Linked DNA regions of Mus musculus: region 2 is linked to region 1. A link is a contact called in public Hi-C data. All regions are on one chromosome and are shown on one strand. Each heading gives the region's core, a stretch centred on a gene start, on an enhancer-like site or on the middle of the called end of the contact. The rest is flanking DNA. Distances are from core to core; before and after follow the strand shown.

Region 1 (4,723 bases), core at 1,874-4,373:
TTAAAACGTTCTGTGTTGTTTGTCCAGTCATTGGAGGCAGGGGCAGGTTGAGACAGTGTGAAAGCAACAGTAACAACGTGCTATTCAAAGTAACTGAACTATGGTCATGCAATCCACAGTAGCATTAACAGTATGAACAGAAATGCTTGGCTTAAACTAGTGTTTCTCAGCTAACTTCCTCTCAAGTCTAAACTTACTTAGTTGTGCAAAACACAGTTCTGTGAACATTTACTTAAATTTGGCCACATCCAGACCTCATGTGCCATGAATGTGACCTAGTGAAATAGAAATAATGGTAATTATTTGACAGGGCTCAGGTGAAGTGTAAGATCGCTGCCAGCAGGGGAATAGAATTATTAAGTTCTCTTTAGACTTAGACATGACTCCTTCCTGTTCTGCAGAACATTTCATCTTCACTATATATTTATTTACTCTCAAAATATGAATAATTTGAAGTAGCCAGGTAGCTAAAAATGTACTAAATGAGCTCTCCTACCCACCAAAGTGATATTGTATTTTACAACCTAGGGTATCAGGAACTCTGAAAGGTCAGGGAGGCTTCAGGGGATATTATTATTATTATACTTCTGATAGGTTATTGTTATATATCTCAGGCTGACTGTGGATTTGCATTTCTATGCCCAAGTCTCCAAGATGCTGGGATTATAGGTGTGTGCCAACATGCCAGCTACTTCTTAGAGTTAATGACCATTGAATATGGACTCCTAACCACCAATTTCATCAGTGTTCTAGCATGTCCGCAGATCTCTAATTCTCAGAATCAAAAGGGTTCATCTAACAGGGCCATGAAGAGCAGGTGTTTAGATATAGGCAGTGCACATCCTTACAAAGCTATTGTAGACATCCAGGAGCAGTGTAATGAGGTTAAGGATAAAATTAGTGGTGGGGATTAAAATAATGTATGATTTCTTATGGTTGCCAGACTTGGTGAGGAAGTGAGTCTTCATTGCTGTCAAGTGTCCCCATTTGATAACACACAACACGTTCATAAGTAACCACCACACATATTAAGAGCTACAAATGCAGGAGCTAGAGAAAGTACCCAAGGAGCTAAAGGGATCTTCAACCCTATAGGTGGAACAACATTATGAACTAACCAGTACCCCTGAGCTCTTGACTCTAGCTGCATATGTATCAAAAGATGGCCTAGTCGGCCATCACTGGAAAGAGAGGCCCATTGGACACGCAGACTTTGTGTGCCCCGGTACAGGGGAACGCCAGGGCCAAAGGGGGGGAGTGGGTGGGTAGGGGAGTGGGGGTGGGTGGGTAAGGGGGACTTTTGGTATAGCATTGGAAATGTAAATGAGCTAAATACCTAATTAAAAAAAAATGAAAAAAAAAAAAAAAGAAATCAAATACAAAAAAGATGAAAACCCAAAAAAAAAAAAAAAAAGAGCTACAAATGCAGGTGACTAAAACACCCCAGAATTACAAATAAGAAGAAATTGATTGAATCTGAGATCATGATCGGAACCTTAACAAAAAATGACACATAGACTAGGATTTTATCCATTAAGAAGGAAGAAAATAGCTTTCCTGTCAGTAGGAGACATGCGCATGTCTGGCAGGTTCAATACCTGTTGAGATATTGGCTCATCCATCCATTCAGTCAGTTCATTTATTCATGATGCACTTATTCATCAAGTTTCTGTGCATGTCTGCTTCCATGTGGGCTCTGGGTATACTGCACTGAGGAAAACACTGGGGCCACTTCAAAAAGAAAGGGTAGGTGTCAGGACTTTAAGCTTTGGTTGTATCCAGATAGTCATGAGAACTCTTATCAAAGAAATTGAAGGGCAAGCAAATGACAGAATAATACCTTCTATTATGTAAAACTGTCCTGGTCAAATGGAAACCATAAAAATACAGAGGTAAAATGTGGTCAGGAAGAGAGCTCACCGAGTAAAGTTCTTGCCAAATAAGCATGAAGACCTGAGTTAGATTCCTAGAACTGATGTAAGAAGTCAGGTGTGGTGGCACACTGGTGAAATTGCAGAGAGAGGGAGGAGGAGGGAGGGGGAGGGAGCGAGAGGGGAAAGTGGAGGGAGCAGGAGAGAGACTGTGTGTAAGACAGTCATGATTCTTTGGATGTGACAAGCCAGTCTGGCCTAAACAGCAAGCTCCAAGTCACGGTACGATCCTGTCTCAAAAACCAAGGTGGATAGTTCCTGAGGCATGACATTCCAGGTTGACCTCTGACCTCCATGTGTAGAGCATACTTGAATAGGACTTGGGCTTGGGTATAGAGAAACACCTACAGATTTGAAAACCATGCTCAGGTGATCAGAGAAAGACCTAGAGTGCAGCTCACTGGCTGTGAAGATGGAGAGAGTGTAAATCTGTCACCCAGCAGAGAGGTGCTGAGAAGAGGAATGTGTACCAAGAGAGGGAATGATGGTTTGGGTTGGGGGAATCTTAAGGATTGCCTGGATCATACATTCAGGAGTGTCCATGACATCTGCCTGTCTACCCATCTCTCTCTCTCTCTCTCTCTCTCTCTTTCTCTGTCTCTCTCTGTCTCTGTCTCTCTCTCTGTGTCTATCTCTCTCCCTCTCCATATATATATATATATACATATACATACATATATATGTATATAATTATATATATGATCTATCTATCTATAATTATATACCTATATCTACATCTATAATTGTATACATATATATGTGTATATATGATACATCTATCTATAATTATATATGTATATAATATCTATCTATACTTATAAACATATATATATATATATATATACAGAGAGAGAGAGAGAGAGAGAGGGAGAGAGAGAGAGCGAGGAGATAACTATGCAGGTCCAATGTGAGCCTGACTAACTAAAGCAAAGTTCTTCCTGCCTGGTGTTGTGCCCAGCAGAAATATTTAATCCCAGCTTCCCTTTGAAGCCAAATCTCTTTGCTCGATCCATATCCACGGTGAATGGTGCTCTGAATAGGACCTGTTGACCTGCAGGCTATCAGCCACGTCTGCTGAGTCAGTGGTTCTTCCCTTAAAAGTAGCAAGTGTTAGAGAGCAAGGAGATAATGTCTAGGGTTGATCAAGGAAATGTAGCCTAAGCACATTATTAAAGTGACGGTGGTAACTACAGGAAGAGCTAAATATGGAAACTGTTCAAAGTGGTTTCCTTTGAGAAATGAACCAGAGACTGAGGAGAGAGGGTGAGGTCCAGCAGCTGAGGCTGCAGAGCACGCTTTGTGTTTTAAACCTGCTGATGGATGACAGTGGAAAGGAAAAAGGACAGACTAAACGTTCCTAACATATGCCTTAACTCGTCACTGATTGCAGAAATGTTAAATTTAGAATCACAGCATCACAAACTGTAGAATCTCTTCTCTTCCACTTTCCAAACAAACAAGTTGAGCGATAAGTCGAGGGGGTTACCAAAGCCAAGGGGCAAGGACCAAAAGAGGGAATGTGAATGTGGCAGCACTACTAGATCTGTGATTTATTCTGAATTTCAAAGATCAGAGACTGGATGCATTCTCATCCAGGGACTTATGGTCAATTCTACAGGCCCTTCTGGATGTGTATTGTACTGCAATGGAATCTCCCTAGACTGTATGAAAGTCCAATGCAAATGATGAACAGGACTTGAAATTTCCAAAGTGAAAGTCTATTTCAGGGAGGTAGAGGTCAGAGGCCCCCAGCCTATACATGGTTATACTATTCATTGGTGTGGTGACTTGGTCAGGGGTATCTGTTTCTATGGTTAGGATAGCAAAGTATCACAAAGCAGTGTCAGATCGACAGGAATGCATAGTTTCCTAGCTCTGTCAGCTAGAAGCACAAGCAGGTTGTCCACTGGGCTACTTCCCTGGCAGAGACTATGGGCACAGGGCATCCTCCCATAACTAGCATAAGACTCATCATCTTCTCTTAGTCATGTATTCACATGGTATCCATCCCTGAACGTCCACAGTTCAAATCTCTTCTTCACATAAGTAATATTGGATTAAGGGCATAGTCTAGTCTAGAAAGATGTTAACTAACGGCATTTACAGAAATCCTTCATCCAATTAAGTTTAACTTTTGAGGGACTAGGGAATCAGAGTTCAATATATTACTTAGGGATTGGGCACAACTCATTCCATAACACCTAGTGATAACCAAATCCTTGAAATGTTGCCCCTAAAGATTTACAGTGACAACTGAAATTATTTGCTGTTGGGACTATATCCCATTGACAGCTAAATTAGGTGGATAACAAAGATTTATGTTTTAGGAACTAATTTCTCCCTTTTAAATCCTCTGTTAAATTAACTGGGTAATGCTAATTATAACTTTATCTCATTAATGAATGTACTCTCTAGGACACTTTTATAGGATGCAATAATAATTGCAAATAAATATGAAAAGTATGTATAGCTATGGTATATTATGAGGTATATCACGCATATGAAGCTATGCTATAAATGGAAAAATGTTATTTAACAGGTTCTCACGCAACAACATAGAAAATATTCACTCAATAGACACACTCAAAAGTTGAAGCCTCAGGTAGACATTTTAGGTGTCTCCTCTGTTTTAACTGTATGACTGAACAAGTCTGCGGGCCTCCCTCATGTGGGAAAACCAACATAAAAATTTAAAATGCAATTTGCTTTTCCATTCAGCTATGATATTTACCTCTTGCTTTTCACTTATGAAGAAAACTGAGGATAACAGGTGCCCTTTGCCTTTGACTCAG
Region 2 (5,064 bases), core at 2,314-4,813, 160 kb after region 1:
TCCCACAGGCTGGCTGAGGCTCAACATTCCAGCCTTGAACTTTGGCTAAGTTTTACTTCACAGTCTACCTTAAGGCATGTGTGTCCTTTCCACATCTAGCTCCCAGATATTCTAACTACAGTTGATATTACCTCGACATTTTCAACAGAGGTAACATGAGAGGAGAATTTAAATTTTGCCCATTCCTTTCTCAACTTATGACGCTGGTCAAGTCCTTAACTGCATATGCAGTAGCTTGCTTCTATAGTAAATGTTAGTAATAACGTTTACTCGAGTTGGCAGGGCTCCGAGGAGGTTTTAATCAAGAAAATATAGAGCAATAATTAGCAACCTGATCGTCAACCAAGGTGAAAGTAGTTAAAACACTGTAACATCCACATAGTGGCACAGAGTATAGCTGTGGAAGGAGAAAGGACTTTTCTATATTTAGTGACGTGAGTATAGCATCCAGGACGTGAAGCAGCAAATGTAAGATGTATAGCAATGTATAAATGTTTATAGTGTGATATAGCTTAGACTTAGAAAGGAGAACATACAAGTATATACATTTATTTATACTAGTAGGGTAAATCACAAATTCTTTAAAAATTGGTTACACGTCATGAGATGGAAAGAATATGAAATCTGGGATATGAAAGAAATAGATTTCTTTCTCTCTCTCTCTCTGTGTGTGTGTGTGTGTGTGTGTGTGTGCACACACATGTATGTGCAGATCACCTGGAGCTGGGTTTTTAGGTGTTTGTGTGCTGCTCAATATGTACCAGAAATCAAACTCAGGCCTTCCGGAAGAGGATCAAGCAATCTATACCACTGAGTCACCTCTCCAGCTCTTTACCTTAACTTAGGCAACTTCTTAACTAACCCAAGTAAAAGAGAAAACAGCATAGCAGAGCCTGCTAGTCTCTGAAACCTTACTAGATATAAATTCTATTTTACAATAATCACCAAAATTGCTTTGAATGTCTTTCAGATACAAATCTCCAAATAAGCAAATAAGATTGTACATCTTGTCTAGGGAGACTGACTCTGATTCTAAGAATACAAAGAGGTTCAAGGCTTGTTTTGTTTTGCTTGGTTTTAGATTGAGTTATGTTGGCTAGTTACCAGTGACAACAGTTACATAATTATTAGGACTAGTGTTGCCATTTAGATTGGGATAAAAATGACGAAGTAATTAAATTAGCATTTTTAGAGGATGAGATTCCTAGAATAAATAAATAACATTAAAGTAAAAAAAATGAGTTTAATGAGTTTAAAAATTCACTAATCTTTATTTCTACTGAAAAGAGGTGGCATGAGTCTATATATAGCATGCGCTATTCTTTATAAAAATTACACATTTCCTCAGTATGTCTTTTGGGGAAACCAGTAAGTGTGTCTGTTCTGAGAGAAAGAAACTCTGGGTTCTGGGAACATGAAGTCTATATTTTGTTTCTGTCTGAAAGGAATCAGGTTCCTTGGAAAAGTGATAGATTCTATAGGTGGGGCAGAAAATATTTGTGATGAATGTGAAATCATGATCAGAATATGTGTTAACCTCAAGAAGCCCCACTGGCTCGAGATGGAGAGAAGAAGCCCCAACATTTAATGCACCAAATATGGAAAATGGGAAAGAGCAAAGGTCCTTGGGAGGGTGTTGGGCAGCAACCTACTCTTTGGAAAAAAAAAAAAAATAAAGAGTAGAGCATTTATCGTACCGCTTATTTGTTTTTCTTTTGTTTTATATCACTCAATTGAGGAGGGGGAAACTCTTCCTTCAAATTCTTCTGGCTAACAGATTTTGCAGGAACGACATAGAATGTCTCCACTTTGCTAATTCTAAAGGATGCTGGACCTAGACAATGATCATCCATGGACCACTAACTAATGAGTGACAGGAACCCTGACCATGGAGGCTTATCAGATGAACATTTTCCCTGCTCACTGATCAGTTCTAACATCAGCAAGTGGGGAGAGCTGGAATCATGGGAGTCCTGAGACAAATACAACTGAAACGGGGTCAGATCCTCCCTACACAGAGAATAAACTCTGTACTCTAATCACACGTTTGTATTAATTGTGCATGGTCACAGAAGAATAAATTATTTGACAGTATAGCATCAGTGCACCTATTATTTGAAACGTTCTATGGCCCAAAATTTCCATTTTCTTTTCAGGACAGAGGAACACGTGCATGGCAGAAGGCCAAGGGGAAGTACTATGAACCCCCAAGGACAGGGGAGACTGACACCAATGAGCTCAGTGGATCCTGAGCTGAACAGTCCAGAGGGAAAAGTGCATTTTGGAGGACACTCGGGTCCATTTGAAAGATGGCTTGCTTATCAGATTGTATACCATGATTATTAAATGTATTTTGCGTGATAGTGAGCGAGCTCTGAACTCTGGTCTACTAACAACACACAATGGCAGGCCTAGAGTTAAAGAGACACAGTATCTGGGCTAAGCTTATTACAAACACAAAACGATACATGAAACAAGGTAGGTCTGATTCAGACTGGGCTTTTCGGTTCCTATAGAGCATTCTTTGAGGGGTCACTTGAGGTGAGAAAACAGAATTTGGGTAAAATGAATGCAAAAATAATAAAAGGGAAGCTATGCTTAGCAGCATTGTCTTTGACGGGTAGCTATTTTGGCTAATATTAGATTATACTCAAAAGTACCAGAAATACCCCTATTGCCCACGTCAAGATAAGGACTTCATTGTCAAGGCCTACCAGTTCCTTGAAGAACTTCCTTCTGCTTCAGAAACCATCTTGATTACTGATGAAGAAGACAGGGCAGTGGGGTTTGTGTCTCTGCTTCTGTGGCAGCTGTGTTATCATGTCCTTTCTGTTCTCATTAGTCAACCAGAGCCGACTATTGGTCAAGAGAACTCTACCCAGCTCAGTGGAAGTTGGTTCCTTTAGGACAACCCACTGTTTTTTCCTTTTTCCTTTTATTTTTCTTCTTCTCCCAGGAAAGTCTTCAGATATTTTATCTAGTTCAAATCTCATCAATGGGAATCCCCCTTTCTTCCCTTTTGTGCGTTATCCTTGAGTTTATGTAAGGTGAGCAATTTTAAGTCCTCCTGAATGAAGCAATCTGGGCTAAAGTTAGAAAAAAAATATGAGAGAGAGAGAGAGGGGGGGGGGGTGGGGGGAGAGGGAGAGGGGGGGAAGGGAGGGGGAGGGGGAGAGGGATCGTATTGTCCAAGGCGCCTTCAAATATGCTCGCACAAACCACGTGACACAGACTCTTTGCTCCAGTAGGTTTTTATCCTTCTTGTATCATTAGAACAATCAAACTCTAGTGTTAGACCGACAGAAGATGGCAATGTATTAGTATTTCCTCACACTCTGCCTAGAGGGAATTTTGACCCCAGAAAGCAGTTCTCTGGCAGGAAACAGTGGGAGAAGACATGAAGTGAGACAATAGAGAGGATTTTCCAGGCTGTTTATCTACCCACCACCATGTTTTCCTGGGCACAGATCTGAGCCCTTAAAACCAAAACAACCTAGACTGAAAAGGTAACACAAAACATTCCCCGCGGCCATGGCTACGCAGTCCCTTGGTATTGCTGCCATCTATTGGCACCAGGTGGTAACACCGGACAAAGTGAAGCCCTAGGGTGTTTGGTGTTTGTTTCCCTGAATACCAATGGTCCCACAGGTAGAACAGACTTACTTCAGAGAGGGCGGATCATATGATAAGACTTTAGTGGTGAAAATATATGTATGTGATATATATTCTTGAGAAGGGCTGTGCGTTTGTGCTATCTTAACGTGCCCCCAAAGGGCTCCTACCAGCTGAAGAGACTAAACAGGGTAGGATTAATACCCACGAAAGCCAGTGGAATAACCTTCGCAGTTCTTCTGTGTTACAGCAGAGAATCCCATGGCCCTTTGCGGCAGGTTTTAGAGGATGGTAAAGATTTGTCCCATCTGAACGATTACTGTAAGTGTTGGGTTGTACTAAACTCATCATTATTTGAGGAAAGTGGTCTTTATTCAGTTTCTGTCTGTGTACCCAGTGGCTCAAAGTCTCTAAGCCATAGGGATTTTCTTGATCTTAGGACAGAGTCATGAGAACCTCTGGGTAAAGTGTTAGGACTATCACCCTACAGTGCATTTTCCCACTCTTCTGGATTCAGGCCAACAGTTAACGTTAATTTTTAATGAAATGACCTAACATATTTTAAAACAATTACAACTTCTTTGATTAGTAGGCAGCTACAGCTTGTGCTTCTTGGCTGTCCTACCTGAGCTTGGCTACCACTCTCCGGGGGGACTCCCCAGGTTTAGTATGTGGCTTGCCTGTGTCATGACACTGGAGACTCCTGCCACAGTTCAGGAGGTATACTGGGGGACATAGAAGCTACTTCAGAAGGAGGGGAGTCATTTAGGCCTTCTGTCTCCATGTCTCCGTTGTAGTTTATGTATATTCATTTAAGAAGCTTTTATGGATGAAATGACCTAGCATTAATTAAACTTATCTTTACAAACAAGATGAGGCGATTCTAATTGAAAAATTTGCTGATTCAACAGAATAAGTAATTACTAAAACCTTGTACCTAAAAATGAAATCAAAGTACAAATAATAGATGATATCAAGGAAGATGGAGAAGAAAGTTCAGAAAAGTCCACACTACTGTAGGTCCTGGTCAGTTTCTGGATAAGGAAAGAAATCCAGGTTAAATCAGGTGAGTCTGTGGGCCTCCTTAGAGATTATAGGGAATCCCCAGGACAACTAGCTGCAGCCTCAGATGATAAGATACACTCACCGTTAATTGTTGAATGAATATACCTTTATTCCAGAAAAAGTCCACTTATATGTTCACTGTAAAAGACATATCCAAGTCGCAAAACAGTACGGTTAGTTTCTGTAAAATGGCCTGAGTAAAAAACACACCAAGAAATTAATATTAAAACTAAAGATAATTTAGCATTATTAACATTAGGTAAAAAAATGAAATAATAAACTAAAATCTGAGAAGTTTGACCCTGGTAAATGCTGACAAAGTAAAAGTATGTAATACTCAGGGGTATTTTACAAATTTAATAATGTAGCTTTGCAAAGAAGAAAGCA

Evidence for each region. A called contact is a pair of places that touch in the nucleus more often than the background predicts.
Region 2: a contact with region 1 is called in a Hi-C map of liver, with 2.5 times the contacts expected there. The contact joins two enhancer-like sites. A contact is called at or near these places in 9 of 484 Hi-C or Micro-C datasets (the C10 cell line, Sertoli cells, embryonic stem cells and 4 more) and 1 of 115 datasets of contacts at active chromatin or transcription factors (embryonic stem cells).

The regions. Positions count from the first base shown.
Region 1 is chr15:55,881,393-55,886,115 of GRCm38.p6, forward strand. All of the region lies in intron 1 of Sntb1 (syntrophin, basic 1), which reads right to left. Among named protein-coding and RNA genes, the nearest start is that of Sntb1, 23 kb to the right of the region's middle. Within about 2 kb of position 3,124, at least 9 of the 459 cell types and tissues checked have an H3K27ac peak or open chromatin away from gene starts, as enhancers often do. A contact at or near this core is called in liver, where this site is marked.
Region 2 is chr15:56,043,513-56,048,576 of GRCm38.p6, forward strand. No RefSeq gene overlaps it. Among named protein-coding and RNA genes, the nearest start is that of Gm46516, 120 kb to the left of the region's middle. Within about 2 kb of position 3,564, at least 30 of the 459 cell types and tissues checked have an H3K27ac peak or open chromatin away from gene starts, as enhancers often do. A contact at or near this core is called in liver, where this site is marked.